Regions from separate parts of the Mus musculus genome. Here all the other regions are linked to region 3. A link is a contact called in public HiChIP or PLAC-seq and promoter capture Hi-C data. All regions are on one chromosome and are shown on one strand. Each heading gives the region's core, a stretch centred on a gene start, on an enhancer-like site or on the middle of the called end of the contact. The rest is flanking DNA. Distances are from core to core; before and after follow the strand shown.

What was found. Promoter capture Hi-C pulls out the DNA fragments that hold promoters and counts their contacts. HiChIP or PLAC-seq counts read pairs in DNA pulled down with a chosen protein or histone mark. Capture Hi-C pulls out chosen DNA fragments and counts their contacts.
Region 1: a contact with region 3 is called in a promoter capture Hi-C map of embryonic stem cells, with 2.1 times the contacts expected there. The contact joins the enhancer-like site here to the promoter of Ggt1 in region 3. A contact is called at or near these places in 14 of 39 promoter capture datasets (the 3T3-L1 cell line, 3T3-L1-derived adipocytes, the C10 cell line and 9 more), 1 of 115 datasets of contacts at active chromatin or transcription factors (large pre-B cells) and 3 of 9 other capture datasets (adipose tissue, liver and pancreatic islet).
Region 2: an H3K4me3 HiChIP or PLAC-seq map of embryonic stem cells shows a contact between it and region 3, with 14 read pairs. The contact joins the enhancer-like site here to the promoter of Ggt1 in region 3. A contact is called at or near these places in 10 of 39 promoter capture datasets (the C10 cell line, the HPC-7 cell line, Sertoli cells and 7 more), 1 of 484 Hi-C or Micro-C datasets (neurons), 10 of 115 datasets of contacts at active chromatin or transcription factors (embryonic forebrain, embryonic hindbrain, embryonic stem cells and 5 more) and 5 of 9 other capture datasets (adipose tissue, embryonic stem cells, liver and 2 more).
Region 4: a promoter capture Hi-C map of liver shows a contact between it and region 3, with 2.9 times the contacts expected there. The contact joins the promoter of Derl3 here to the promoter of Ggt1 in region 3. A contact is called at or near these places in 2 of 39 promoter capture datasets (the HPC-7 cell line and embryonic stem cells), 1 of 484 Hi-C or Micro-C datasets (embryonic stem cells), 4 of 115 datasets of contacts at active chromatin or transcription factors (effector CD8 T cells, embryonic hindbrain, embryonic stem cells and 1 more) and 5 of 9 other capture datasets (adipose tissue, embryonic stem cells, liver and 2 more).
Region 5: a contact with region 3 is called in a promoter capture Hi-C map of pre-B cells, with 2.6 times the contacts expected there. The contact joins the promoter of Bcr here to the promoter of Ggt1 in region 3. A contact is called at or near these places in 5 of 39 promoter capture datasets (the 3T3-L1 cell line, the HPC-7 cell line, hippocampal neurons and 2 more), 1 of 115 datasets of contacts at active chromatin or transcription factors (memory CD8 T cells) and 1 of 9 other capture datasets (liver).
Region 6: a promoter capture Hi-C map of neutrophils shows a contact between it and region 3, with 4 times the contacts expected there. The contact joins the promoter of Specc1l here to the promoter of Ggt1 in region 3. A contact is called at or near these places in 7 of 39 promoter capture datasets (the C10 cell line, cranial neural crest, frontonasal cranial neural crest and 4 more) and 2 of 115 datasets of contacts at active chromatin or transcription factors (effector CD8 T cells and memory CD8 T cells).
Region 7: an H3K27ac HiChIP or PLAC-seq map of embryonic stem cells shows a contact between it and region 3, with 4 times the contacts expected there. The contact joins the promoter of Vpreb3 here to the promoter of Ggt1 in region 3. A contact is called at or near these places in 20 of 39 promoter capture datasets (the 3T3-L1 cell line, 3T3-L1-derived adipocytes, the C10 cell line and 14 more), 2 of 15 datasets of contacts at CTCF or cohesin (embryonic stem cells and large pre-B cells), 9 of 484 Hi-C or Micro-C datasets (the P5424 cell line, bone marrow-derived macrophages, cochlea and 5 more), 24 of 115 datasets of contacts at active chromatin or transcription factors (acute myeloid leukemia, astrocytes, bone marrow-derived dendritic cells and 13 more) and 4 of 9 other capture datasets (adipose tissue, liver, macrophages and 1 more).

What each region holds. Positions count from the first base shown.
Region 1 is chr10:76,000,312-76,004,454 of GRCm38.p6, forward strand. Gm5134 (predicted gene 5134) reads left to right here. Exons shown (of 14, transcript NM_198635.3): 11 at 78-246. Among named protein-coding and RNA genes, the nearest start is that of Mir6409, 6.5 kb to the right of the region's middle. Within about 2 kb of position 2,055, at least 13 of the 459 cell types and tissues checked have an H3K27ac peak or open chromatin away from gene starts, as enhancers often do. A contact at or near this core is called in embryonic stem cells, where this site is marked.
Region 2 is chr10:75,871,109-75,875,264 of GRCm38.p6, forward strand. No RefSeq gene overlaps it. Among named protein-coding and RNA genes, the nearest start is that of Gm40697, 12 kb to the left of the region's middle. Within about 2 kb of position 1,958, at least 258 of the 459 cell types and tissues checked have an H3K27ac peak or open chromatin away from gene starts, as enhancers often do. A contact at or near this core is called in the HPC-7 cell line, Sertoli cells, adipose tissue and 12 more, where this site is marked.
Region 3 is chr10:75,562,612-75,566,557 of GRCm38.p6, forward strand. Ggt1 (gamma-glutamyltransferase 1) reads left to right here and starts at 1,521. Exons shown (of 15, transcript NM_001379537.1): 1 at 1,521-1,647; 2 at 2,210-2,294.
Region 4 is chr10:75,891,579-75,895,602 of GRCm38.p6, forward strand. Derl3 (Der1-like domain family, member 3) reads left to right here and starts at 1,820. Exons shown (of 7, transcript NM_024440.2): 1 at 1,820-1,939; 2 at 2,041-2,106; 3 at 2,192-2,265; 4 at 2,389-2,482; 5 at 2,854-3,049; 6 at 3,461-3,551; 7 at 3,669-4,024. The coding sequence starts at 1,847. The coding sequence ends at 3,741.
Region 5 is chr10:75,058,348-75,062,215 of GRCm38.p6, forward strand. It overlaps Bcr (BCR activator of RhoGEF and GTPase), which reads left to right and starts at 2,549. Exons shown (of 23, transcript NM_001081412.2): 1 at 2,549-3,868. The coding sequence starts at 2,679.
Region 6 is chr10:75,210,352-75,214,086 of GRCm38.p6, forward strand. It overlaps Specc1l (sperm antigen with calponin homology and coiled-coil domains 1-like), which reads left to right and starts at 1,722. Exons shown (of 16, transcript NM_153406.3): 1 at 1,722-1,868.
Region 7 is chr10:75,945,983-75,950,049 of GRCm38.p6, forward strand. It overlaps Vpreb3 (pre-B lymphocyte gene 3), which reads left to right and starts at 2,318. Exons shown (of 2, transcript NM_009514.5): 1 at 2,318-2,427; 2 at 3,161-3,675. The coding sequence starts at 2,376. The coding sequence ends at 3,480. It also overlaps the pseudogene Gm16221.

The DNA of each region.
Region 1 (4,143 bases), core at 805-3,304, 440 kb after region 3:
AGCTACTAGTTAGGATTTTTTTTCCTTTGCAGGAGGAATATCTTCAAGTCATCACTGAGTGTTGGCTTTATTCACAGGTTTTTTGTTATAATCTTGCTCGCCGTCACCATTGTCTGGATCCCCATTATAGAAATGGCCCCCAATGAGATACTGTTCGAGTACATGCAGGTTCTTAAGAGCTGTCTGACCCCGAGCATGACTGCCGTCTTTCTGCTGGCTGTCTTTTGCAAGAGGGTGAACGAGCAGGTGGGTGTTCACGTGGAATGGTGGGAGGGGATGTCTTCATGCCGTAGATATCTTTACAAGATCGGCCTTAGCGATGTCTCTTGTGTATCAGGAGTTCACACGGGGCCATCATCTCTTCCCTGAGAGATGATCTCTTGCCCAGTAGGGTTGATCTAAACTCAATGTTGTGTGCAGGGAGGGAAAGGAATTTATCTCCTTTGTTTTCTTCCCTTTGTAAAACTTCTGTCCCTGCCAGACGAAGCTGCCCCCCCCCATTAAGCTTGTGGAAGTGATAAAAACCCCTCTGCTGCATAGATGCCTCTAGGAAACTGCCCCTCCATTGGCCTCTGTCCACAGAGAGAGCCCACACTTTGTATTAAATCACAGTGGTAGATTCCTTCACTGTCTCTGGGCTGAGACGATTATTCGAACTGTCTCTTCAGTTCCTCTTCAGACCAAAAAGAAAGAGAAAAAAAGACCCTCCCCACTTCCAAACCAAAGGTCCCAATGGATGGTTTATTTTATCAACAATCCTCCGTGTATAAACTGACGGCATGACCGCTCCAAGGTATAGCTGATGAAGAGAAGCTTTTACTATAGGCGTGAGAGAAAACAGCCAGAGGTATCAGAAAGAGTCCAGAACTGAGAGAGAAAGAAGTAGACTTGACATCGCCAGTGCAGAGAGGAGGGAGGGGTGGGGGAGAGGAGGGGGCGGGGAAGAGGGGGAGACAGAGACAGAGAGAGAAGAAAGTATAGTGAGAGAGTTAGGAGCAGAGTGGGGGAGGGGCACGGCAGGGATCTCAGGGTTATTAAGGAGAATGAGTCCGTTCAGGGAGGGACTCCATGGGCTGGTGAGGGTTTAAGGTAAGGCAGGAGATAGGATGTGAGATCCCCGCTATGGGTGCTGGGAACTGAATTTAGATCCTCCACAAAAGCAGCAAATGCTCTTAACAGGTGACGCTTTCTCTCCACCACCACCCCCCACCCCGCCCACATCCCTTCAAATACCCTGTGTTACTATTTTCCTGCATTCAAGCTCCTGTCTTACATCCACCCCAGCCCAAAAGAGTCCCTAGATTCGACCCCTGAGCCAGTATCTAGTCCTTGCCTTTATCGAGCAGACGATTAGGGTAAGAAGGAGGAGCATGCTAGCATGGACTCTGAAGTGTATAACAGGGACTTGTGATACAGAGGGAGTCCAGAGGCCAGCGTGAGCTTTGATGTGCTGATAGGCACCCCAAGTAGTCATATATCTATTCTGCTAGTGACTCCACTCCTTTTGGTAGAGGGACCAGCTTCATAGTTAACTGGGGAATGCAGTCTTTTCTATAACTGCCAGAAATCCTCTTCTAGTCTAGATTGAGCACATTTCTGGATGTTTGGACTGCCTTTCGGGAATTGGGATTTCCTTTAAAGGCATAATTAGCCTGAGTGTCTTATATTTCTTATTTTCTTTCTTTGTTTCTTTGTTTCTTTCTTTCTTTCTTTCTTTCTTTCTTTCTTTTGATTTATGTCTTAAACTTTCTTGTAACCCTGGACAGAATTGAGCAGCCTGGCCTTGCACAAGATCCCATGCACACACCCAAGGCCATTTGTGATCTGCCCCCCAACCCCCACACACACTTGTGTCAGATCCTTCCTTCTCCGTGGACAGCCCACAGTTCCAGGCTGCTCCAAACCGGTAACTGCTGAACTGTCTCCTACCCCCTCGACCCTTCTTCCTTCATGGACTACTTGCTTTGCCAGGAATATATTCTGGCTGCTCCACCTGGCAGAGATTCTCTCTAAGGCCCATCTGTCTCAGCTGCTCAGTTCCTTAGGCCACCTGCCAGGGCTGCCAGGCCACCCAGCTCACTAAGCCTTAATTTAGCAGCACAAATGTCAGGGGAGTAACCTGGGCCTCAGAGTGGCTTAGCTTTGTTCTCCTTGGAAAGGGATGGGCTGGAGGGGAGGTGGTCACAGAAGTCTACCTCTCTCTGCTGACAACAAAACTTGGGATATTGGGACACCCCCAAAGCTCGCCCACTGTCCCTGGCTCAAGGTTGCAGATATACTTACTGTATACACTTTCACGGTTGCCTCTGTTAACCTAAAGCATTTTGTCAGGCTCTCTCTCCTTCCCAGCTCTGCACAGTGTAATCATTTGCTTCCTTCCTATCTCCTTCAGGAAGTGACCCCTTTGGGTCCTTTGACCAGACGCAAAGCTTTTGTTCCCCCTCTGTAGGGATCCTGACTTACATCCACCCCCAGCCTGAAAGCATCTCTAGGTATGACGCCTGAGCCAATATCTAGTCCCTGCCTTTGTAGAGCAGTCAGACAATCTAATTGGGGGAAGGAGATGACATAAAGTGAGCTGACAAATCTTTGTGATGGTAACAGAGTATTTAAGAAGGGCTGTGAGGCAGGGTGGGGTGGGGTGGGATGGGTGGGAGAGATCAGTTCACTTGTTAAGAGCATTTCCTGCTTTTGCAGAGGACCCAAGTTCAGTTCCCAGCACTCACGTCGCGTATATCAAAACTGTCTGTGACCCCCAGCTTTAGGACTCCATGAGGCCTCTGGACATGCATGTGTGCAAACCTATACACAGGCACTGTCCTGGCTGGTTTCATGTCAACCTAACAGGAGCTGCTAGAGTCATCAGAGAGGAGGGAGCCTCGGTGGAGAAAATGCCTCTGTAAGATCAGGCTGTCGGCAAGCATCTAGGGCATTTTCTTTTTTCTTATTTTTAAAGATTTATTTATTTTATGTATATGAGTACACTGGAGCTGTCTTCAGGCACACCTGAAGAGGGCATCAGATCCAATTCCAGATGGTTGTGAGCCACCATGACCACATGCTGGGAATTGAACTCAGGACCTCTGGAAGAACAGTTAGTGTTCCTAACCACTGAGCCATTTCTCCAGCCTGGGCATTTTCTTAGTTAGTGATTGATGGGGAAGGGCCCAGCCCATTGTGGGTGGAGCCATCCCTGAGCTGGTGGTCCTGCGCTCTATAAGAAATCAGGCTGAGCAAACCATAGAGAACAAACCAGTAAGCAGCAGAGAAATGGTGTAGGGGGTAAGGCCTACATCAGCTCCTGCATCCAGGTTCCTGCCTTGTTTGAGTTCCGGTCCTGGTTTCCTTTGATGATAGGCTATGATGTGGAAATATAAGCCCAATAAGCCTTTTCCTCCCCAATTTGCTTTTAGTCGTGGTGTTTCATCATAACGATGGTAACTCTAACCAAGAAAGGCACATAACATAATTAAAAGTAATAAAAGATAAAATATTTTAAAAGGACTGTGAAGGATCATGAAGGTTACAGGGTGGGCTATGTGGGTGGACAAACAGGGACACAGCTCAGCGGGAGAAGGAACTGACCTGGAATCAAAGAAGTTCTAAGATGTGGGGACAATTCTAAGCAGGAAGAAGGGCAAGGGCAAGAACTCATGCCAAAAGTGAAGTGGGCATCTTTGGGATGCAGAAGCAGGCTCAGCTGGGTGGAGATGAGTGACCAAGTGGGGAGTAGTGAAGCTTGGTGAGGTTAGCCATGGTGTAGGAGTGAGGCATGGCATAGGGGTGAAGCATGGTGCAGGCGTGAAGCACACTATAGGAGTGAGGCTTGATCCTGGTGACAGGTGCTGAGAAGTCACTGGAGGGTCCAGGAAGAGGCTTGGCATTCTCTAGTCGATGCTCCTGCAGAGCCAGGGGACAGTTAGGAACAAGATGTGGCCCCCTGAATGAGAAAGGATGGAGGAGGCGAGGGCCATGGGAAGGGACTGGGCTCAGGACACATTTTGGAAGCAGGGGCCAATGTGATTCACTGGAGAATGAGGGAGAAGAGCAAAGAAAGGGAATGAGCTGGAGCTGGCTCCTAGGTTTGACCCGAGCTTCGGAGCTGGGCTCCCATGTAGGGAAAAGGAAGATGAAGCTCTTTCG
Region 2 (4,156 bases), core at 708-3,207, 310 kb after region 3:
TCTTCCAAAGGTCCTGAGTTCAAATTCAAGCAACCACAGGGTGGCTCACAACCATCCGTAATGAGATCTGACACCCTCTTCTTCTGGTGTGTCTAAAGACAGCTACAATGTACTTACATATAATAAAAAAAGAATGCCTTTACATATCTGATCCTCCTGCCTCCATCTCCCAAATGGTAGGATCACAGGTATGTGTGAGACAACACCATTTTATGGTGTGCTGGGGACTGAACCGAGGTTTTTGTGCATGTTAGCTAAGTCCTCTACCAACTGAGTAACATCCACAGCCCCTTTTTAAATTTTCTTTTAAAATATATTACTTGTGTGTGCCTATGTTTCTTTGGATCATGTAGTGTGTGGGTCTCTGTATGTGTGTATGTGTGAGTATGTGTGTATGTGTGAGTTGAGTGTGTGTATATGTGACTGTGTGTGAGTATATGTGTGTTGAGTGTGTGAGTGTGTGCAGATACTGTGAAGGCCAGAGCAAGGTGTCAGATCCCTCGGAGCTGGAGTTAGAGGCAGAGTTGTGAGAAGCCAACATGGATGTTGGTATCTTAACTCTGGTCCTCATGACACAGCAGCAAGAACCCTTAACTGCCAAGCAGTCTCCCTAGCTCCCACACCACTCCTTTTCTTCTCATGATAATCTTCCTAAGAACAGAAATCTTTATTTTGATAAAATCCAATTTATAAATTAAATTTTTATTATTCATCCATTCTTGTGTCTAGAAATATCTTTGCTTCTCCCTATATTATTCCAGAGATAATTTTCTCCTAAATATTTGGTGGTTTTAGCCTTTAAGTTTATTTCCGTGTGTGTGTGTGTGTGTGTGTGTGTGTGTGTGTGTATGTGTGTATATGTGTGTGTGGAGGTCAAAGGACAACTTTGTGATGATGGTCTGTCCTCTCTACCTTGACATGGATTCTGAAGACAGCTGCCAGATTTGCACAGACAATGGCTTTATCATGTTTTTCTGGTTTAGATTCACGTTTCTGTTGATCAATTTCAAATTAACTTATTAAATACATACACATGCCTGAGTATATGGCGGTGCTTACACACAACGGAAGAGCATGTCAGATCCCTGGAGTTGGAGTTATAAGCAGCTGTCAGCTTGGTGCTGGGGACCAAACTGTTGTCCTCTACAAGAGCAGCTGGCTATTAACCACAGAGCCATCTTTCCAGCCCCAGCTAACTTTTGTGTGTGGTATGAAGCAAAAGTTAAAGGTTTTTTTTTTTTTATTATTCTTTTTTTTTTCTAATGGATACCAGATAGACTATTAGACACCGTCTTTTCCACCATTAAATTATTTCAGCATCTAATCAAGAAGAATCAATTGGCCATTGCACATAAGGTAGTTGACTGACATTTGGCAGAAACCAGAAGTAAATGGATAGGGCAGTGGGTTCTCTGGAGAGAAACCTCTGCCCTTTGAGAACATAGAGATAGTATTAGGAAGAGGGGGACCTTGACAGGGTTTCCTGTGGATAAGATTAGCAGTCGCAGACAGTAATTCAGGGGTGATAGCCTTATCTGTTCCCATCCCAGCTCCCACATAATTGACACAAAGACCTATTAAGTTTATGAACAAGCTTTAATGTGACTGGGCAGATATTCATCTATTCTAACGCTGTAAGCGATCTACTTCCCAGCCACAGGCCCTGTGTGACTGGCAGTCTAACTCTTGCCCTGGTTTGCTCTGCTCCACGCGTGTCCTCAGTGGGAATCCCTCGGTGACCTTGCTTATCACTACTCCTGGTGGACCCTTTCTTTCTCCCTCTCTCCCTTTGGGACCCTCCCCTAAGATCGGAAGTCCTGCCTTCTCTGCTCGGTCATAGGCCGATCAACTCTTTATTAACCAATCAGAGATAATCGGGCAGCATTCTTTACACAGCGTGGAACCGGGAGATGATTCAATAGTCACGACAAGTCTGGACTGTAACCAGATCCCTTGGCACGGAAATCAGCATCTGAATACACAGTGCCCAAAGCCATCTCTCCTTCACCCGCACACCCCTCCCCCCCCAGCAGTGACGTGTTCTCAGGCTGCAGTGTTGAGGGATAGCAAGAAAGCCATTGTGTCTAATTGTGAAGTCTTTCAGAAGGCAAGCAACAGTCTTCCCTGTGTGGCCATCCTGCTTCTTTTAATGTCTGTCTGTTCTTATCTCTCACCTTTGGAAAAGCTTCTTATTATCCTTAATCATGTAGAGTAGGTAGGCACACAAGAGTGTAGGTGCTCATGTGCCAGAAGAGTTAGCTCCAGGATCCTACAGAGCCTCCATCCGCAGCCCAGATGTTTACCAGTATTGGCATCAGGGGAAGTACCACAAATAAAGCACTGCATGCTGACTGCTGGGATACACAGTCAGACCCTGTCTCAAAGAAACTAAATGACTGACAAATGCCAAGTGTTATATCCCAGGTATCAGCCAAATGACTATTTTGAGCATGGAATTTGTCCCTTTTCCAAAGGGTTTGGTTGGAAGAGGTCTTAGACAACGTAGTATCGGAAGACAGTTTCGGGATGTGTAAGGAAAGGCTGAAAGGACGGATCTCTCAGAACCTGACTCAGAGCCTCTGGCCATGGCTGAAGAGATTATATAATCACACGCAGAGAAGCCAGCTCCCTCTCTGTGCAGGGCATTCATCTGCCTTTCTCAGAGTTTGCTCTGCCCATTCATCAACAAAGCAGGGAGGGCGGCAAGAACAGACGATGCACGTGAACTCTGTAACCCGGGCTCCCTAAAGAATCTGCTATTCTACACAACTGTGTTAGGCAACTTTCTTTTACAGCAGCAAAATACCTGGAGGAATGGGGTGAGAAGCAGGCTCAGTTAACTACTGGATAGAATAGGAGCTATGCTGGATCCCTGCCATGGAGCTCAGACAGCAGTTTGACGTGATTGAAATAGGCACATGGGCTAAATTAGAAATTTACATTTCTTTTCTTTCACTCATCCAGGGAAAGACTGCCAGGTGTCATTGAAGGTTCAGACAACAGCCATTGCCTCCTTCCTTCCCTTTTGCAGGGAGAGCCCTACTTTTGTGTGAAACTGTCCCCCTACTCCCACAGGGCTTAGATGTATATCCCAATAGTTTAACCTAGCACTGGGGGGTCCTAATCACTCTGCTATAATTTGAATATTTGTATCTTCATAAAAATTCACTTTGAGGGGCTGGGGAGATGGCTCAGTGGTTAAGAGCACTGACTGCCCTTCCAAAGGTCCTGAGTTCAAGTCCCAGCAACCACATGGTGGCTCACAACCATCCATAACAAGATCTGACTCCCTCTCTTGGAGTGTCTGAAGACAGCTATTACATATAATAAACAAACAAACAAACAAACAAACAAATAAATCTTTTTTTAAAAATTCACTTTGAAACACAATCTTCGTGTTTCATAGCATGTAATAGCATAGCAGGGTCTTCAGAAATAGGTAAGCCATGGGGGCCCACCTTCTCAGATAGAAAAGGGCTGGAAGGAATTAGAGATCCCTTTTGTCATTTGCTTATTTATTTGGTGTAAAGGGAATTAAATCCAGGGCTCCATGCATGCTAGTACATGCTTTGCTTCGGAGCTGTACTGTAGTGGCTGTTCCTGGCTGTCAACCTGACTATATCTAGAATATAGAGACTACCCATAAGTTCTGTGACTCTAGAGAACCCTAACTAATACATGTACCCTGAACTTCTTTTTGACTTTTGCCGTTTAGTCCTCTACCATGTGAAGACGTAGTACGCACCCTTTCTGCCATTTGGTCACATGGCTGTAAGGAATCATGTTGGAAGCAGAAAGGGTAGTCCTCACCAAGCACTGAGTCTGCCAGTACCTTGATTTTGGACTTCTTAGCCTCTAGAACCTGGAGGGAAATAAATCTATGTTCTTTTGTTGTGTTGTTTTTGGAGACAGGGTTTCTTTGGCTGTCCTGAAACTAGCTCTGTAGACCAGGCTGGCCTCAAACTCACAAGAGATCCACCTGCCTCTGCCTCCTGAGTGCTGGGATTAATGGTGTACACATCTACCACCCGGCTTCTCTGTTCTTTATAAAATCCCAACTCTTTAGTATTCTAGCAGCAGGAACAAACGAAAATGGTAGGTGATTTGAATGAGAAATGTCTTACAGGCTCATGTATTTGAATACTTGGTCCCTGGC
Region 3 (3,946 bases), core at 271-2,770:
TCCTGGTAATCGTGACTAGGACTCAGTCTCTGTTGTTTGTTGTTCCTTGTTTGTTTGTTTGTTTGTTTGTTTGGGATAGTCTCACATAGCCTAGGCTGGTTTCAGTTACTTAGCTGGTAATGACCTTGAACTCCTGATCTTCCTCTATCTACTTCCAAAGTAGATTTGACCTGCCACGCCCAGCCACCGAATGGTTTTGAAACCTTCTCTGGGAGGAAGGAGGCAGATAGATCCTCCGTGGAGACCATTTCCCTGAGCTTACTCTGTCAGGAATGGGTCTTCTGCCTGCAGACGGAGTTTCCCCAGAAGGAAAGGCGGCAAGAGGCTTTCCGTTCCCTGTGTTGCTCTTGGCCGAGTGTGTAGCCATAGACAAAGTAGGGTCCTGTGATGGTTTCAACCTGGCGCCCCAAGTTCAATGGCTTAAAACAGCAAGTCCCGGTTATTGGGAGCCTGAAATCTAATGTAAGCAGAGCCGTGCTCCCCACCTCTCCCCCACTGCCCCCAGGACTATGGGGCCATATCCTTCCTTGCCTCCCCTCCTTCTGAGCTTCCTGGCAATCCTTGAGGCTGTTTGGCTTGTACTTGTGTCGCGCTGACCTCAGCTTCCTACTCCACATGGCTGTCTTCCCTGTGCGACTACCCAACCGGCCATCTTGTAAGACCACTAATTACTGTATTTAGGGCCTACCCTAATCCAGTATGATCTCATCCGAACTAATTACCTTGTGAAGACTCTGTTTCTAAATAAGGTCACACTCTGAGCTCTCCCTAGTGGGCATGAACTTGGTGGAAGGGGGAAAAAAAAACAAGACACCACAGAAGCCTCTGAAACCCTCGGTTTCCTTGTCTGTAAAATGGCGATGGCATTATAGGATTAGAGACTGGCATAGCATAGTGTTGCATAAGTGCGCCTTTATTCTTTAACGTGATTAATCTTCTGTGACATTTTTCTTCTCCTATCAGTGCTGATATTTGAGTCCAGGATCTTTGGCATGCTTGGCGATCGTTCTACCTTTGGGCCACACCTAGCCCCTCTTTCTTACTTTACAGTGAGCCTAACCATTCACTCCTCAGCATCGATCCATTCAGGACTGGGCACTGTGCATGCAGCCTAGACTTCCTCAGAATTGGGAGCCAAGAAAGATTTTGGGAGGTGTCATAAGTTAGCGGAGTCTGAAGGAAGACGACTTTAGCCTGTAAAATGTCCTGGCAGGAGCATTGAGGGCAGAGAAAGGGCAGGGGCAGGCACCAGCAAGGCAAGAATTTCTCTGCAGGGCAAATGGGGGCCTTTGAAGGGTTTTCCAGCGGGAGAGGAAAATGTTCCATTAAGGTAACAGCAGCCTTGCAAACCACTGGTGAGCAAGCGTCACCAGGTGATAGGAGTGGTGGGGGAGGGTACTAGGTGTGGCTTGGAGGAGGTCACAGATAACACCAATTGGAAGGGACCAGTGAAGAGGCAGGGGGTGGCTTCTGAAGGGCTGGACTCTGGCTTCTGTGGCTGGTAGAGGTTTGTGGAAGGTAGTTGCTTAGCTCAGGTTAGGACTTGTTGACCTTGGGCATCTGACACAGCGGGTGGCTCAGACTTGGACTCTATGTGCAATGTGATATAGCTCAGCATGGAAGATGTAAAGAGGAAGGGAGCTCTGGGTAAGCTGAGGACGGAGTGTAGGGAAATTGTTGGGCGGTTTAGGTACCAATTAAGTCGCAGGGAGGTTGTGGGTGGACAGGTGTGCTTGCTTGCCTTGTGGTCCAGGAGGCTGTGAGACACAAGTGAGTTAGTTGGCTTTCCTGCAGACTGTGGCATGTGATGGTAGGGGCGGGAGTGAGGAGACCAGGACATGGGTAAGACAGGGCTTCCCTCCCAGCCCCCCCTAGAGATGCCAGACAGCACAGATAATTACCAGGTGATACAATAAATGCCACCTGAGAAGGGGGGCGGGCAGGAAGGGGGGCAGAAGTGACTGCAGAGCTGGGAGTCAGAGCCAGGCTAACACTGAGGCTTTGAAGAGCTCTGGAGCCTTCTGAAGTCTGTCTGTTTCATCCAGTCCTCAAGCTCCCTTGATCCTCTCTGGAGAGGAAACCAAGGCCAGAAAGGGAAGGTTTCCCAGGTCCCCAGCTCTCAGGGAGGTCAGGCATGAAACCGGGAGCTATGGGGTGCACATTTCTGTTATTCTGCTGATGAATTCTGGAGTTGGACTTCACTCACCAGATGCTGAATGCTCCCAGGAATTAACAAGCTGACCATCCCGGAGGCCCACGCGCTTGGCTAAGTACAGGCTCCACTCACACCAAAGGCGAGTACTGGGATGGGGTGAACGGGCAGCACCAAAAAGCCAGGCTTGCGGGGGGGGGGGGCAGAAGGCAGAAAATCTGACCTTGCTGTGGTGTGGTCATTCAGAGAGTACTTCCTCAACACCGTTGGGTAACAGTGGCCCATTTACGGATTCTTCTGTCTGGTCATTGTGGTCTATGTGTGGTCAGGCACTCTATGCAGGTAGTCACAGGGCATGGGTGTCCCCTGCATCTGTGATCTGTGGCCTGGGATGATTAGAAGGGTCTGAGACCAGACCCATCCAAAATGAGCCGAAGGAGTCACAAGCTGGGGCTCGACGCTAGGGGAGAACTTGCCAGCTGCTTTTAGAGATGAAGAACTCCCCCCAAGGGTGGACTTTTCTAGGGTGTTGGAAAATCAGAGGGAAGGTTGAGAATCTGTGATCCTCACGTTCATTAAGCTGTTGTGACTTTGGATTTGAAGTCAGTTTCATCCCACCAGTTTACCAGGGGAGTCTCAGGGTTGCTGGCTTTCAGGGTGGGGAGGGAGATCCTGTCCCAAGAGAACCGGAGTGTGGGGAGGGAAGGACCCACCCATCTCAATTACTTGAACTGACTTCTGAGGTTTAGACTATCGACCTCAGCTGTGAACCTTACCCACTGGGGGTTCAAGCCCTGCCCAGAGCTTCCTGACATTCAGGTAAGTCAGTACTACCATGGGGTGTGGTTGGACTGTACGAAGAGAGTTTCAGGAAGTGGTTGGCTGAACCCCTCCCCAACCCACTAAGCTGCAACCCTCCAGCATTTGGTTTCCGGTACTGACAGCTCAAGTCTGGCTTTACTAGGACCGGGTTTTCTAAGATGGAGTGCGGGAAGATAAGCCCTTTGAAACAGGAAGTGCCTTGGGGACCACTGTGAACCCACTTCTCTGCAGGGGAGCTGGAGTAATTCCCCAAGCCACCCCCTAAATGTGTTCCTAAGTCTCCTGCCTGGCCAAGGTCCCCCCAGGGCATGAACTCCTAAAAGAGGAGTGACCTTAAGATGAAAGGAGCAGGTGGTGTAGCCCCGCCCTAGGCCACACTGTCCAGCAAAAGCTCTTGCAGAAATTAAACACACAGAGAGCCCCCGCTGGGCCAGTGTCCACACCAACACCCCTTCTCACAGCTGCCCTCTGCCCAGTTCCCCAGAGCAAACCAAGGAGCAAAGAGACACCCGCAAGGGTCTTAATGAGCAAGCCGGGGTTAATGGGTTACCCAGCATGGTGATATATTCACCAGCCTCACAGGGTTCTCAAAGTCCAGACTAGCCGAACTTTCAAGGTCTAGGCACGTAGGCTTTTCCAGCCCTGACACCTTAAGAGTTCAAGGGTGAGGCCAAGGGAAGTCAAGAGACCTCCTCCACACCACCCATGACTTGTCCGAAGCTGCCTCTTCAGGAAGTCTCCAGCTCCAGCCTCTAAGCTTACAGGTTTCTTCCTACCTCAGTTTGGTCTCAGCTCTAGTTCTGACCCTTTCCTCTGGCTCCCATCATAACATCTGCTCCCTCTCTAGGCCCTGGCCTCCCCACCCCGCCAAAAGCACTGTGTGTTTTTTATTTTCTGTGTGTGGTGTTTCCGCTTGTATGTGTGCCGGTAGCCTGCTTGTGTGCCTGGTGCCCCCGGAGGACAGACAGAATA
Region 4 (4,024 bases), core at 570-3,069, 330 kb after region 3:
TGGGGATGTAGCTCAATGACAGGCTGTCTGCCTAGCATGTGCAAGGTTCTGGGATCCATCACCAGCATCATAGCATATATTAAAATAAAAGGACTTAGCTAGGCTTGGCAGCACCTGCCTGTAATCCCAGCACCGTGAGTATCAGGCAGGTCTGTGAGTTCAAGGCCATCTGTGTGGATGGAGTCCCCATCTCAATAAACAAACAAACATAGCAATAAAATACACACATCATAAAATCTGTCCCAACCGTATACAAGCATATAGCTTACAGGCTGCTCACATTTTGTGCAACCATCAGCATTCGTTCGTACGACTTTCCATTTTCCAAACAAAAGCTCTGCGCCTATTCAACAGTAGTACTCCATTTCCCTTCCTAAGTAGGTGGGCTGCAGTACTTGTCTAGTTAGTTAGCTAGTTAGTTAGTTTTGTTTTAGACAGGGTTTCTCTGTGTAGCCCTGGCTGTCCTCGAACTCACTTTATAGACCAGGCTAGCCATGAACTCAGAAATCTGCCTGCCTCTGCCTCCCAAGTGCTGGGATTAAAGGTATATGACACCATGCCTGGCAAACGTTTCTCTTTAAGTTCTTCTGGGTAGACTTGCTAAGGGGTACAATGGTAATTCTATGTTTTAAGTTTTATTTGAATAAAATGAAATCAGTATTTTAGCTTTCTGAGACAGCGTTTGGTTTTGTATCTCAGGTATCATGATCAGAACTCACTATCCTGCCTCCAATTTCCTCGTCTGATAATTGTATATTTATTTATTTAGAGATGACATTTCGCTATGTAATCCTTGCTGGCCTGGAACGCTGTTGACGAGACTGGCCTCGGACCCTCAGAGATCTCCCCGCCTCTGCCTTTGGAGTGTTGGGAATGAAGGCGAGCTCCACTCCACCCAGTGGTCGTCTTGCTTTCTACATTTGAGCACCGCATTTACTGTTCCCCATAGAAGCTGAGTCATTTTAAATCCCCACAAAAAAAACGCAAGAAAAACGTGTACTTTTTCATAACCTGGACAGTGCACGTTACTGTTTTGTTTGTATAACCTTTTAGTGAGCACAGGGATCTTTTAGAAGTGACAGTTAAATGTCACCTCTTCAAATAGGCTTCACAGGTCACCTTACTTACCGTGGAGGTGAGTCTCAGGCATTATTTTCCATCGAGGAGCTTTTCTAGGTTGCGCGGTATCAAACTGTCTGGACCATGATAGACAGTGTCTTTTGTTGGCTACAGGATCCCCAGCATTTATCAGAATGTTCGACACACAGTAGGTCCTCAATAAATGATTGACTAATGGCATTTTTCTCTTTTACCAAGTTTCAAGTCCTTCTCCAATCTGCCCACTTACTCCTGCATGGCTCAGAACCCTCAACCTGGTCCTCCCCGCAGCGTACACCCAGGAAGGTCAGGACTGGAGCCAGCAAGTGATAACTGGATTCTAGAGTTTTACAGAATGTCACCAGAAAGCCGGAGGTTGGCCTGAGGCCTGTTCAGCATCTCGGCCCGCCCCATTTCTCGATTCTTTGTGCCTCTTTTCATAGCCCCGCCCCCGTGGCAATCTCGTGGGTCCTTGCTATTGGTTCTTTTCTAGATGCTGTCAAACGATTGGCCACAACACCTCCCACGCCTCCATAGCAGCCACAACAACCGCCACGTGCTCTACCGTGGGACTTCCCCATTGGCTAGCCGCCTCGGATACACCTGGCCGTCCCGCTTCCTCTTCCCATTGGCTTTCCAGTCCCCAGGCTCGGCTCCTCGGACGCTGATTGGCCCCCAGAGAGCGAGGCGGGGCTTGGGGGCGGGTAAAGAGAGCGGGTTTGCCAGCGCGCGCGCTAAGGATTTTTCGATGGCTGGGCAGAGGCTGGCGGCGGGCTTCCTGCAGGTGCCCGCGGTGACACGCGCCTACACCGCGGCCTGCGTCCTCACCACGGCCGCAGTGGTGAGCGGGCCGGGCGGGCGTGGCGGCACCATGGTTACAGTCCCCGGTGGGTTAGGGATGTCGCCTGCTTCCCGGGGCTTACACTGCCTCCTGTCCCACAGCAGCTGGAGCTCCTCAGCCCCTTCCAGCTCTACTTCAACCCGCACCTGGTGTTCCGGAAGTTCCAGGTGAGGCGGCCTTGACCCAGGCGCCTGGCAGCCAGGACCCTGCCCTCCATCCCCGCGCCTCACCGCCACCCCCACCTCTTTGCAGGTCTGGAGGCTCATCACCACCTTCCTCTTCTTCGGGCCCCTGGGATTCGGCTTCTTTTTCAACATGCTCTTCGTGTATCCTGGGCCACCTTGGCGGGGGCTGGGGGTGGAGTGAGCCCGGGATGGGGGTTATGCTGGGGTGGTGACGGGGGAAACTGAGGCCCAGTCGACGTGGCACTTCCTATGCCAGTGTTGCAGGTTCCGCTACTGCCGCATGCTGGAGGAGGGTTCTTTCCGTGGCCGCAAGGCTGACTTCGTTTTCATGTTTCTCTTCGGTGGTGTTCTTATGACTGTATCCTTCTGTATGTTCAGTATTATTGGACCAAAGAGTCGCCTTCTTATCTGTCGTGACCCAGACTAGGAGGGACAGGCATTCGGAGCCTGGCAGCCATTTAGCTTAGGTGCCCCAGCTAGTTCTTCAGTGTCCCTGAACAGCACAACAGGGAGATATAGGGCAGTCTGGTAGACTACCAAGGCTCTGAAACATGGATGCAAGAGCCAGAAGGAGCAGGCACGGGAACTGATGGGGCCTGGGTACCTGGAAATCACAGAAAGGGGTTCTCAAATCTCTGGAATACACCAGGGATATGAGGGAACCCGTGGAAAGGGTCAGAGGCACTGTGGGCAGCAGACTGCTCCAGGAAGCCTTGACTCTTGGTCCAGCTGCTGGGATTCCTGGGCAGCCTGTTTTTCCTGGGACAGGCCCTCATGGCCATGCTGGTCTATGTATGGAGCCGTCGCAGCCCTCACGTGAGGGTCAACTTCTTCGGCTTACTCAACTTCCAGGCACCATTCCTGCCCTGGGCCCTCATGGGCTTCTCGCTGCTGCTGGGCAACTCGGTTGTCACAGACCTGTTAGGTGAGCTGGCCCACCGTTGCCACTCACCCCCAGGCCTGCTGCTCCCAGGGAGCCAGCTCATACATCCCTTCCCCGGCTCCTCCCAACCCCTCATCTTCTCCTAACTTCTTGTTCGTTATTAATGCCCCTCAAGCAATCCAGCTGGACCACAGGATTTGCATCTGCAGTTGACCTTCTGAACTGAGTTGGTCTGCCTGGGGGTGGTTACAGTTTCTGCTTCCTGGCTCCTACTCCCCCAGTGTTCTCAAGCTCCTAGTTCCTCCCCTCGTCCGCTTATGGGCCCCTTTAAGCCTGTCTTTCAAGGCCAGTTCTGATCTTATTCTGCCAGATAGCAGGGTACTTGGGCTCTGGAACCTGGGGTTACCCTGGGCTGTGAAAGATGGCTTCTGGCAGCCTTTGGCTCTCTCACAGGGATCCTTGTGGGCCACATCTACTACTTCCTAGAAGACGTCTTTCCCAACCAGCCCGGAGGCAAGAGACTGCTGCTGACCCCCAGCGTGTTGTGAGTGTTGGACATCGGTTCCCCCACGGCCCCTTCCGTGCCAATCTACCTACTCCACAGGGAGGGGGATGACCTGTGTTTGCTGCAGTGCTCAGTGTAACTGTCCCCTCCCCACAGGAAGCTGCTACTAGATGACCCTCAGGAAGACCCCGATTACCTGCCCCTTCCCGAAGAGCAGCCAGAGCTCTAACTGCAGCTCCTGGAGCAGGAAGCCCACTCTGACAGCACTCTATCCTTCCCTCCACCTCAGCTCCAGCTGAGCAGCCCACCTCGGCCAGCAACACCCTCCACTTCCCTGTACCATCTCTGCTCAGCGGTAATGACAGGACACAGGGCCCAGAGAGGTCCCGGACTGCCTGCAGATGCTGAGCAGAGTTCTGAACTAGGTACCCACAGGCCTCACCTTCACATTGCCTATGCCTCCATGGAGACCTCAGCCCAGTCAACAGGAATCCCACCGTGGTGCCTCTGGG
Region 5 (3,868 bases), core at 1,299-3,798, 500 kb before region 3:
AACCCAACGGACAGCTTCTGAGTTTTAAAAGCAAATTTATTTATTTATAAAATATTAAAAGCTAGCATGCGGGCGCATAAACATAGTCCCAGCTGCTCAGGAGGCCGCAGCCAGAAGTGGATCACTTGAGTCCAGAAGTATGGGCCCTCATCTCAAAATAAATGAACGGTTGAGTACATGGAAAATATTTACAGGAGAGGGAGAGGGAGGAGTGTGGTTCAGTGGCAAAGCGGATGCTGAGCGTGTTAACAGGTCCCGGGGTTCCAACTCCCAGCACCTCACACACCAAAAACTCTGCACAAATTATCATATGGATGAATGGCAGCACCCTCTCCCACCAAAGTACTAATTGCTGTTCCACACATTAATGGTTATATGGGCCCTACCAAGCCTACTGGGAACTTAAGGACCCAGTCAACAGGGGGGGGGGGGGAGAAGAAGAAGAATGTAGTCTTTGGAAGAGTCTCCTTTTTTCAGATGGCCAGGAAATAGGGTTCCAGAGGCCTGAGCTCTTCTCGTCTCGCCTGCCTGGCTCACTTATTGAATGAGCCCATCAGATCATTATGGGCGGCAGCTAGTATTGATTGTGACCCTGTGAGGTCACGGCTTTGGCTTTTTTTTCTCTCCGTTCTCTCTCCCCTCCCTCTCTCTCTCCTCTGTCTCTTTCCTCCCTGTATCTGTGTGTCACTGTCCCTGTTTGTCTCTGTGCTCTGTCTCCATCTCTCTTCTGTCTCTCTCCTGTCTCTGTGTCTCTCTGCCCCAGTCCCCTCCGCCACCCCCCCCTCCCCGTGTGTGTGTTATCTGTCTGTGTCTTTCTCCTTTTTATGTACTGTTAGGGATTAATCCATGTCTTACCAAATAAGACCTCTACCATTGAGCCACGCCCCCAGCGAGGATCAGGCTTTTTAACTTGCTCATTCTACCAAGGAAGTACTTCACTGTTGTGCTTCTGGGATGCCTGCTCTCTCTCTCTCTCTCTCTCTCTCTCTCTCTCTCTCTCTCTCTCTCTCTCTCTCTCTCTCTCTCTCTCTCTCTCTCTCTCTCTTTGTTTTTGTTTCAAAGCTCAGAAGTCAAGTCACCAGCAAAACTATTTCTTCTCTGCAATTGCGTTGTTTACTGCCTGCTGGGCAAGAGGTAGGCGGGGAAGGAAGGAACAAGAGATTAAAAATGTCTACAGAGGGCAGCAGCGAGCTGCACAGCGCTCACAGAGTTCCTGAGCGGGGCTCCAAAGACTCGCCAGCCCTACCAACGTTAACACAAACTGAACCCTACTAGGTGCAGACAACAGGCTGGATGGAAGCGAGTTCCAGGGCCGGAAAGAGAATCCCGGCCTAAGTCAGGGAGGCCCTGCTGATCTGGCTGCTGGCGCTGGGCTCTAATTCTCTAGAAAAGCATGATAACAGTTTATAACCAAGGAAATAACAGTTGTGGAAGCAGGTGTTCTGGTTTTATCTCAGAGCTCGGGGAAACTGAGGCACGGAGATGGGAGAAGTGGTCAAAATTGAAGCTGTTCTTCAGCTGCCAAATCCTATTGCCTTTCACCTCACCCAGCAGGCTGGCCTGGGTTTCATTTTGTATTCTGGAGAGTTCCTGCAGAGAGCATCTCTGCTAAGTGCCTCAGATCCCTAAGCTTCGTTGGGAGCCATTAAAGATTTCCTGTCTTCCACCAGCTCTGTTGCTGAGAAGGAGGTGTGCGATCCTTTCACAGAAAGAAAAAGACCCCGAAAATACTACATTGGCCTCCAGAGGTCAAAAGTCATTACTCAGGAAGGGAGATACGTTGACCGAACAGATGGGGAGACATTCCTAAGTTATCATTCAGTGTAAGGAGTCCGGTGACAACTGAGTGGCCATTGTGAAGCTTCATCACCCACCTCCAGCACCAGAGGTTCACTGGCTAGCACCCGGGCTGTTGGCTTGCACCGTTGACCTGCCCCGGTTGATTTCTCAATAGTTTGGGCCCTGCTGGGTGTTCATTGGTGCGGTCAGCACCGAGGTTGGTGGATGCAGAAAAGAGGAAACAGGCATGAGAGTCTCCGTGGTGAAAGGATCGCTTCGAATCACCCGGTCTGGGGCGCCTCTGTGTACAGAAGGGGATCAGACCGGTTAGCAGCCGTCCCGGGTCCGATTTAAGGACCCAACGCTCTTCCCGCGGCGCGGCCCCTTTAAGAGGCGCGCCCAGCCCCGTCAGCCGCTCCGCGGCCACCGCCCCCCGGTCCTCCCCTTCCTGCAGCGCTGAGTGCGGGCCGGGGCGGGAGTGCGGCGAGAGCTGGCCGTGTCGAGCGGAGCGCCTGCCCGGAAAGCTGCGGAGCGGGGCGGGGCGGCGCGGGAACCGGAGGCGAGGAGCCCGCGGGGCTGCGGCCGTGGGCCGGCGGTGGGCCTGCTCTGCGGAGGACGGCTCCCGCCGCCGCCGCGCGCGCTGCGGAGCCCCGCACACAATAGCGGCGTGCGCAACCCCGCGCCCTTCCCCCCGCCCGCGCGCGCCCCCCACCCCCAGCCGCCGCCGCCGAGCCTCCCACCTCACCTGCGGCCCCCGGGGGCGGGCATTGTTCGCCGCCGCATCCGCGGGGCCATGGGAGCCACCGGGCTCCCCAGCCCGGGCCCGGTGAGAACGCCGCGCCGCCGCTGAGCCGGACTCCGGGCGCGCAGCTCGGCGGCGCAGGTGAGCCGGCCGCGCCATGGTGGACTCGGTGGGCTTCGCCGAGGCGTGGAGGGCGCAGTTCCCGGACTCGGAGCCGCCGCGCATGGAGCTGCGCTCGGTGGGTGACATCGAGCAGGAGCTGGAGCGCTGCAAGGCCTCCATTAGGCGCTTGGAGCAGGAGGTGAACCAGGAGCGCTTCCGCATGATCTACCTGCAGACGCTGCTGGCCAAGGAGAAGAAGAGCTACGATCGGCAGCGCTGGGGCTTCCGCCGTGCAGCGCAGCCCCCCGACGGCGCCGCCGAGCCCCGAGCGTCCGCCCCGCGCCCGCCGCCCGCGCCCGCCGACGGCGCAGACCCGGCGCCCGTCGAGGAGTCCGAGGCGCGGCCGGACGGAGAGGGGTCACCGAGTAAGGGGCGGTCAGCGTCCGCCCGCAGGCCAGCGGCTGCTGCATCGGCGGACCGGGACGACCGAGGGCCCCCCACCAGCGTGGCGGCGCTCAGATCCAACTTCGAGAAGATCCGCAAGGGACCTGCCCAGCCCGGCTCTGCCGACGCCGAGAAGCCCTTCTACGTGAACGTCGAGTTCCACCACGAGCGCGGCCTGGTGAAGGTCAACGACAAAGAGGTGTCCGACCGAATCAGTTCCCTGGGCAGCCAGGCCATGCAAATGGAGCGCAAGAAGTCCCAGCAGAGCGCCGGGCAGGGCCTGGGGGAAGCACCCAGACCCCATTACCGTGGGCGCTCCTCGGAAAGCAGTTGCGGCCTTGACGGTGACTATGAGGATGCAGAGTTGAATCCCCGCTTCCTGAAGGACAACCTAATAAATGCCAACGGCGGCAACAGGCCCCCTTGGCCGCCCCTGGAGTACCAACCCTACCAGAGCATCTATGTCGGAGGCATGATGGTGGAAGGGGAGGGCAAGAGCCCTCTCCTGCGAAGCCAGAGCACTTCAGAGCAGGAGAAACGCCTAACCTGGCCTCGCAGGTCCTACTCGCCTCGGAGTTTCGAGGACAGCGGAGGTGGCTACACGCCGGACTGCAGCTCCAACGAGAACCTCACCTCCAGCGAGGAGGACTTTTCCTCTGGCCAGTCCAGCCGCGTGTCACCAAGCCCCACCACCTACCGCATGTTCCGGGACAAGAGCCGCTCACCCTCGCAGAATTCGCAGCAGTCCTTTGACAGCAGCAGCCCCCCGACGCCACAGTGCCAGAAGCGGCACCGGCAGTG
Region 6 (3,735 bases), core at 472-2,971, 350 kb before region 3:
GGTTCTGGATAACGTGGTAAGGCCTGTTTAAGTGCTAATCCTATTTGACCTCCATAAAAATTTATAACAGCATATGTTTTGTAGTGGGTAAACCAGAAAGCAAAGGGACTATTATGTAATGCATCCAAGGTTCAAAGCCAGGTTTTGTTTTTGTTTTTTTTTTTTTGGCTCAATGTACTAATGTATTGTGGCTCTGCTGGTTAAGAAGGAAGAATTAAAGATCAAGAGGTACAGTGTGATGCCATCTGTGTATTGAGGTAGTAAAATAGTGCATATCGTAATTTAAATATTTGCTTCTGTTCATAAATGATGTCAAGGGATATTGATATTGAGGAGTGGAAACTATGTGAGGAATTGTAGGGTACTGAATATGTTGAAATGGTGATTTTTGAATTTTGAGGCATGTAAATTTTCTTAGAAATGCATTCAGAGATATTTATTTATTTATTTAGGGGGGGGCTGGAGAGATGGTTAGGAGCACTGGCTTCTTCCAGAGCTCCTGAGTTCAGCTCCCAGCAACCTGTGTACACATGGTGGTTCACAACCATGTATAATGAGATCTGACATCCTCTTCTGGTGTGTCTGAAGACAACAACGGTGTACTCATATACATAAATATCCATATACAAAATCTTTAAATTTATTTATTTATTTATTTATTTATCTATTTGCTAATTTATTTGAGACAGGGTCTCACCATGTGGCAATGGCTGGCCTGGAATTGGCTATATAGACCACGTTGGCCTGGTACTCACAGAGATGATCCATCTTTGCCTCCTGAGTGCTGATATTAAAAGCATGTTCCACTATGCCCAGTGAATCAGAGATTAAATTCTTAAAAAGAAAACATCAAAGAATAATGTTCCGGCTAGGTCTTGTCAGTTTGATCTAAGTTACCATTATCTGGGAAGAGGAACTTCAGTTGAGAAAATGTCTTTGTTAGATTGCCTATATACAAATCTATAGGGCATTTTCTTGGTTAATGATTGATGTGGGAGAGGCCAGGCTCACCAGGATGTGGTGTGACCCCCTAGGGGATCCTGGATGATATAAGAAAGCAGGCTGAGCAAGGCATGAGGAGCAAACCAACAATCTGTGTTTCTCCAAAGCTTCTCTGCTTCAGTTCCTGCCTTCAGGTTCCTTTGAGTTCCTGCCCTGACTTCTCTCAGTGATGGTGTGTGACCTGGGAGTTGTAAGCCAAATAAACCCTTTCCTCCCCAGGTTGCTTTTGGTCATGGTGCTTTTATTATAGTAATAGAGCCATTTACAAATTTAAAAAGTAAAATAAAAACTACACAGGAATTACATAAGCTTATAGAACTCTTTAACTTTATAATGCTAGTGATCTTGTTCCCTTTAATGGGTGGAGTAGGGACCGGTGTTGCTCATGTGCTGGGAACATAATGGGTGCCTGGCATGTGCATTTTTCTCAACTGTCGGGTTCAGCACACTGTAAACATACATTTCAACCAGAGCGGACCTATTTGCCTTGGAGGAAAAACGAGAGACTAGGAGCACTTCCAGCACAAAAGACTGCAGTTATCTAGTTGCACCGCCGACTAGCACAGCGCGTGCGCGGTCCAGAACTCAGCGCGAAGAGGAGGTGTGACAGCTGGCGCCTGCGCAGTAGCAGCCCAGGGAGGCGCCGATCACGGCACATGCGCGGGGAGTAGAAGGGGGCGGCACCGGTGGATAAGGGGCGGGCGGAGGGCGGGAGCCGCAAGGGAGACAGGGCGGGCCGAGGGAGCGGCGCCGTGGGGTTGGCTGTTGCCCTGAGGCCGGACTCAACGGACCGGGCCGCGCCACCGGGCGAGCTCGCCGCCCGGCCCCAGCCCGGAGCCAGCGAGTGAGCGAGGCGGTGCCGCGCGGTAAGAGCCGGGGCAGGGTCTTCTCCGCTTGTGCCGCGGGCACGTTCGTCTCCTCAGCGCCGCCCGCGCGGCCAGGCCCGGGCGGCCCCGCAGACCCTGGCGGCCCCGCGCCTGCGCTGTCCCCCCTCGTCACCCCCCCCATCCCCAGCCATCCCGCGCCTGCGCCGTCTCCTGCCCGGGCGGACCTCACAGCTTGCCCCGCAGATCCCCCGGGAACCCAGGCTGGCGTGGTACCCAGCTGGCTGGGGGTCTCATCCCTGCGGAGAGGCTGGGTGCGACCCTGGTGCTTGTGTTCCCTGTGGTGTCGGGAGAGACCGGGCATTCATCCTAGTTCCTTGCCCTGGGCTGGGACAGGTTGCCTCCCCATCTGGTGCATTGAGGGTGGGGAGCAGGAGCGGAGGTCCCCCGAAGGCTGCGCCCTGCAGTGTTAGGACCTGGCTGTTGGAAGCTGGCAGTGTTCTTTATTCTTGAGACTTGGCTAATTATGTCAGATTGGATGTGGATGTTTCTGTGTGTTGTTGAAGAAATGCTGCATTTTCATTAGAGGCGTGTGTGTGTGTGTGTGCATTTTCATTAGAGGCTTGTGTGTGTGTGTGTGTGTGTGTGTGTGTGTGTGTGTGTGTGAGAGAGAGAGAGAGAGAGATAGAGAGAGAGAGAGATAGATAGATGGTGGCGATACCCCAGAGAACACTAGAAAAGAAATCGGTTTCTGGTGGGCTTAGCCGCCTAAAACCAAACAAAAATTTCTGTGATCATTCAAATGCAGGCATCCTTGATTTTTTGTTTTGTTTTGTTTTGGGTTTTTTTGTTGTTTGTTTTTTGTTTTGTTTTTGTTTTTGTTTTCACTCTCTTGAAGATCAGTCCTAAAGTGCGGCGGGGTGAGGGGGCACCCTTTGACTGTCATGACAGAGAATCGTAAAGTTTGGCCTACACCTGTAATCCCGAGGCCAAGGCTGGATGAGCTCCAACTGGGCTGCAGAGTAAGGCCTTGTCTCAAACTACAAACAAAAACAAAACAAAAAACAAATCGCGGAGCCCAGGAAGGCTTCTTGTCATTCAGGAAGCTAAATCTTGAGGTGAAATCAGCTGTGGACTACAGGCAACAACAGTTCTATCTAAAGGTTTGGAATGAGGCACCAGCGTTGTTGCATAGGCATTAAAGGCACCGTTCGGTTGGTCCTCTTTCAATATGTCAGGAATGGAAAGAGTTTGAAAAGCAATACGCCTGTGCTGAATTCTGTACAGACTCTTTTTTTTTTTTTTCTCTTGTCCTTTCCTTGTACTGGGATAATATAAGCAATTGACGATGGAAGTGTACTTGAGGGTTGAGTCGTATATGGATAACTTCACTCTCCCATCTTTGGTATTAAGGGCATGGAATATGGCTAGATAAGTGTTTTATAGCTAAGCTATATCTACTCCCCAGCTTGATAAAAATTGAAGTAATGTCTCAAAATATCCAACCAATATAGAAGGGGATATGGAGAAAAAAGTATGTTGGTCTCGTTACATTTTCTTTCCTATTGAGAAAGAGCTGATGCCCCCTTCCCTTTTTCCCCCTTTTAAAAATGTCTCATTTTCCCTTTGGATCTAGTGTACACCAAATAGTGTCCTAACCTTTTGAAATTTTAGATAGCTTGAGAATGCTTTGTATGCTTGTCTGTGTATATCCCAGGTATGTAGGAATCTTCTTGACATTTTCAGCAAGAAAGTGATTTTTTTTTTTGTACCATAGAAAAGCAGTATGAAGGTGTCTTTGTATCATTCAAAATATCAGTGTCAGATGCAGAGAGGAGAGTAATTATAGCTAAAGTGAAATTTGCTCAGGGTGTGTACCTACATCTTGTTTTCTTGACATGTGACTTGT
Region 7 (4,067 bases), core at 1,068-3,567, 380 kb after region 3:
CGGAGGACCAGAGGGCTTCAGGCTCTGAGAGTTGCCATTTCCTGCTCAGTTCTCAGTCTCAGGTGGCCTGACCCTTCCTTCCACCTGAGATTAAGTCGTCAGAAAACAAAAACCAACCAACCAAACTCACTCGACACCAATAAGAATGTGCTTGAGCCGGGCGTGGTGGTCACATGTTTGATCCCAGCACTCAAGGTGAGAGGCAGGAGGAATTTTTGAAGTTTCACTAGTCCTGGTTGAAGAGTAGGCAGATCCTGGGTGTTTAACTAAGAAGAGAAGGGGGATAGATAATAACTGCAATGCATGTGTGATAAATCACACACAGCTATGAGAATGAACTCTATATTTCTGCACACATATGGATGATTTGTTATTGTTTTGAGGCAGGGACTCATTGTATAGCCTTGACTGTCTTGAGACTTATTAGGTAGCTCAGGCTAGCCTCTAACTCAGAGAGCCTCCTGCTTCACTGGGATTAAAAAGCTTGTGCCAGTGTCCCCCACCCTTAGCCCCACCTCCCTTCTCTTCTCTCTCTTGCTCTGGCCCCCACTTACCCCAGTTTTTTACTTTGTTTCTCATTAAGGGTGGTTGTGAGCCACCATGTGGTTGCTGGGATTTGAACTCATGACCTCCAGAAGAACAGTCTGTGCGCTTAACCGCCGAGCCATCTTTCCAGCCCACATGGATGGGTCTTAATGTTGTATGAAAGAAGCAAACATGAACAACACATACACACATTCTACTTAGAGTAAAATCTCTACACAAACAAAATTAATCTACTATGACAGATCCCAGAATGATGGTTCCGTTGGAGCTTGTGTTGGTCAGTTTTCTATCACTAGGACAACTACCTGAGGTGACCAGCTTATAGTGAGGGAAGGTTAGTTTTACCTCATAGGTTTGGGATGTCAGTCTATGGCACCATTGCTTCTGGGCCAGTGGCAAGGCAGCACATCATAACAGCATCGTGACGGAGAGTATGATGTGGGGCAAAGTCAGGGTAGGCCAGGTAGCAAGAGAGATCTGTGGTCCTTCTACACCTTAAAGGGAGTGGTCTTATTGATCTAAAGATGCCCCCACTGGGCCTATATCCCCAACATCGTCAAGCTGGAAACACTTGGGTGTTTTTCTCTCTGTCACAGCATCGGATGCCCATTAGAGATGGTTGCAAGGCACCATGTGGTTGCTGGGAATTGAACTCAGGACCTCTGGAAGAGCAGTCAGTGCTCTTAACCACTGTGCCATCTCTCCAGCCCAACACTTGGGTCTTTGTGAGGACATTCTAGAGCAGTGATCCTCAACCTTTCTAATGCAGCCACCCTTTAGTATCACCTCATGTTGTCATGAACCCCCAACCATAAAATCATAACTACATCATACCTGTAATTTTGCTACTGCTATGAACTGTTTTCTGATAGTATTGGGCAAAAGCGACCCCTTTCACGCAACCCTGAAAGAGGTCCAGACCCACAGTTTGAGAACTGCTGTTCTAGACCCAGACTATACCAGGGGTAGTGTATTAGTCAGGAGTCTTTAGAGTCACAAAACTTATGGAATGTCTCTCTATATTGAGGGAATTTATTGGAACGACTTACAGTCTGTAGTCCAACTAACCCAACAATGGTCAGCTGTGGATGGGAAGTCCATGGACCTGGTAGTTGCTCAGTCCCACTAGGGTAGCTATTTCAGCTGGCCTTCTGTATAAGCTGGAAGCCTGAAGTAGGCTCCAACAGATGTGCTGGCCAGTAAGTGCAAGCAGGTGAAGAGAGTGAGCCTTCCTTCTTCCAATGTCCGTATGGAGGCCTCCAGCAGAAGGTGTGGCCCAGATTAAAGATGTGTACCACCATGCCTGGATCTGGGACTTGCTTGTCCCAGGCTGACGCAGAGGTCTCCTTGCCTCAGTCTCCTGGGATTAACAGCGTGTACTACCTTGCCTGGGCCTAAGCTCTCCATGGCCACTATGGCCTCAAGATCTCTGAGCCAAATCCAGGTCAGAAATGTGTGTCTTCCAGCCACAAGATCTGAATCACAGGTGTGCCCTCCAATTCTGGATCATAGTTCATTTCAGATATAGTCAGTTGACCACCAGAAATAGTCATTACAGGTAGATATACACTAGGAAAGGGTATGAGAGGCTGTCTGGGGAATGCCAACTTCCTGCAAATGGATGTGAAGGGCTCTGATCTCCTGCTGGCTGAGATGCCAGGACATTTGGAAGATAGGGCCTGACCCTGGCCCCAGACACATGTGTCGTCCTTCAGTCAGTGGGCTGATTTGCATGCTCTATTGTGGTCCAGAGACTTCCCCATCCCTGTACTACAAGCATCCGGAGCACAGTACTGCAGAACTCTAGGTCGGCCTTTCTGCTTCTGGCCATGGCCTGCCCTGGTTGCCTGCCTCTGCTCCTGATAGGAACCTTTGTGGCAGGTACGGCACATCCAGGAACGAGGTGGGGGTTGGCACCAGCTCAGGGAAACTCATGCAAAGAAGTGAATCAACAGGGTAAGGGGGGTGGATCCTAGGAGAGGCATTGGGGTAGAGCAGAGAGCCGGCTGTAGGCAACTCTGTCCAGGACTAGGGGAAAGCCACTTTCCGTGTGGACCTTAGCTTCCCAATTTGTGGGTCTGCTTAGACTGTGGTCCTTCAGCGTCTCTGAGGAGAGGGCAACTTCTTGCCTTTGTTTCTCAGAGAGGAGGCTAATAAAGATGGGCAGCCCCCTGCTCCACAGATCCTTTAAGGCAATCCTCTGTGGCCAGCAGTTTGAAAGTCAAGGATGACAGTTAAGCATTCTGAGAGGTCTGGAGGGCAGTTACTTTGTAGCTGAGGTTGAGTTATTAGATTGAGGGGTAAGGGTAGAGAGAAGGAGGGTAGTAGGTACTAGGGGGACCTAGAAGGTCACACTTGAACACTAGGCTCTCAACTGAACATGGATTCTTGGAGACAGGACAGTAATGCTAATTTAGGGGTCACTTATTCACAAGCCCCCATTCACAGAGGAAACCGGAACGGTAGATGGAGCAAACTATGTCTCACAGAACCATCCAGGGCACTAGGCTCTGAAAAATATTTGGGAGTGGGAATCTTTGCAGTCTGATAAAATATTTGTAGCAAGGTAGGAAGGAGCCCAGGCTAGCCCTTAGTGGGTCTGTGTCTTTTTCAGTCTTTCAGCCAACTCTGACCCAGCCTGACGCGTTCTCAGTCTTCCCAGGCCAAGACGCTCATCTCAGCTGCACCATCAATTCCCAGCATGCCACCGCTGGAGATATTGGGGTGTCGTGGTACCAGCAGCAGCCAGGAAGTGCTCCCCATCTTCTCTACTATTACGCAGAAGAGGAACACTATCGGCCCGCTGACATCCCCGACAGATTCTCAGCTACCGTGGATGCAGCCCACAACGCCTGTATCCTCACCATCAGCCCCGTGCTCCCGGAGGATGATGCCGATTACTTCTGTTCCATCGCCCACACCTTTGAACCCTAGGGCTGGGTTGAACATCTTCTGTCTCCTAGGTCTGCCCCCTGACCTTGGGCCTCCTCTTTTTCTCTTAAGTCTTGCTTTCTTTCCTTCCTCTGTGAAATGAGTTAATAACACTCGACGGGTCAACCACTGTCCTGAGAACTGTGAGATCCTGTGTAAACAAATAAATAAAATAAATGTCAAATTGGAGGATGTGGAGGTTGGGATTTTGATGATTGTTGTCTAAAGAGGAAACACCTGAGACCCTTAGGGAATGTGGCCCAGCTTTGTCCCTATCCCTTAGGGGTTTAGCTTCCCTCCTGGCCTTCCAGTGACCTGAAGGTAGTGAAACAGGAACCAACACTTGCCACCCTCCCCCGAACCCCCGCCCCCAAGTCCTGCATGGCTGATTGTGGTCCAACGCTCATGGTTCTTGGGTGGCTGGTCCCCATGGAGTTCATGCTGATGGGGAGGGGAGGGGCAGCCCTGCCTCTTTTCTGAAGTCTCCGGGCAGGTTCCCAAAGATCTTGATGGTTAGAGGCAGGTGTTCTCAGAAGGGCCGTGAGGGGCAGAAATGAGGATATTGAAAGCAGGTAAGAGATTATGCAGCA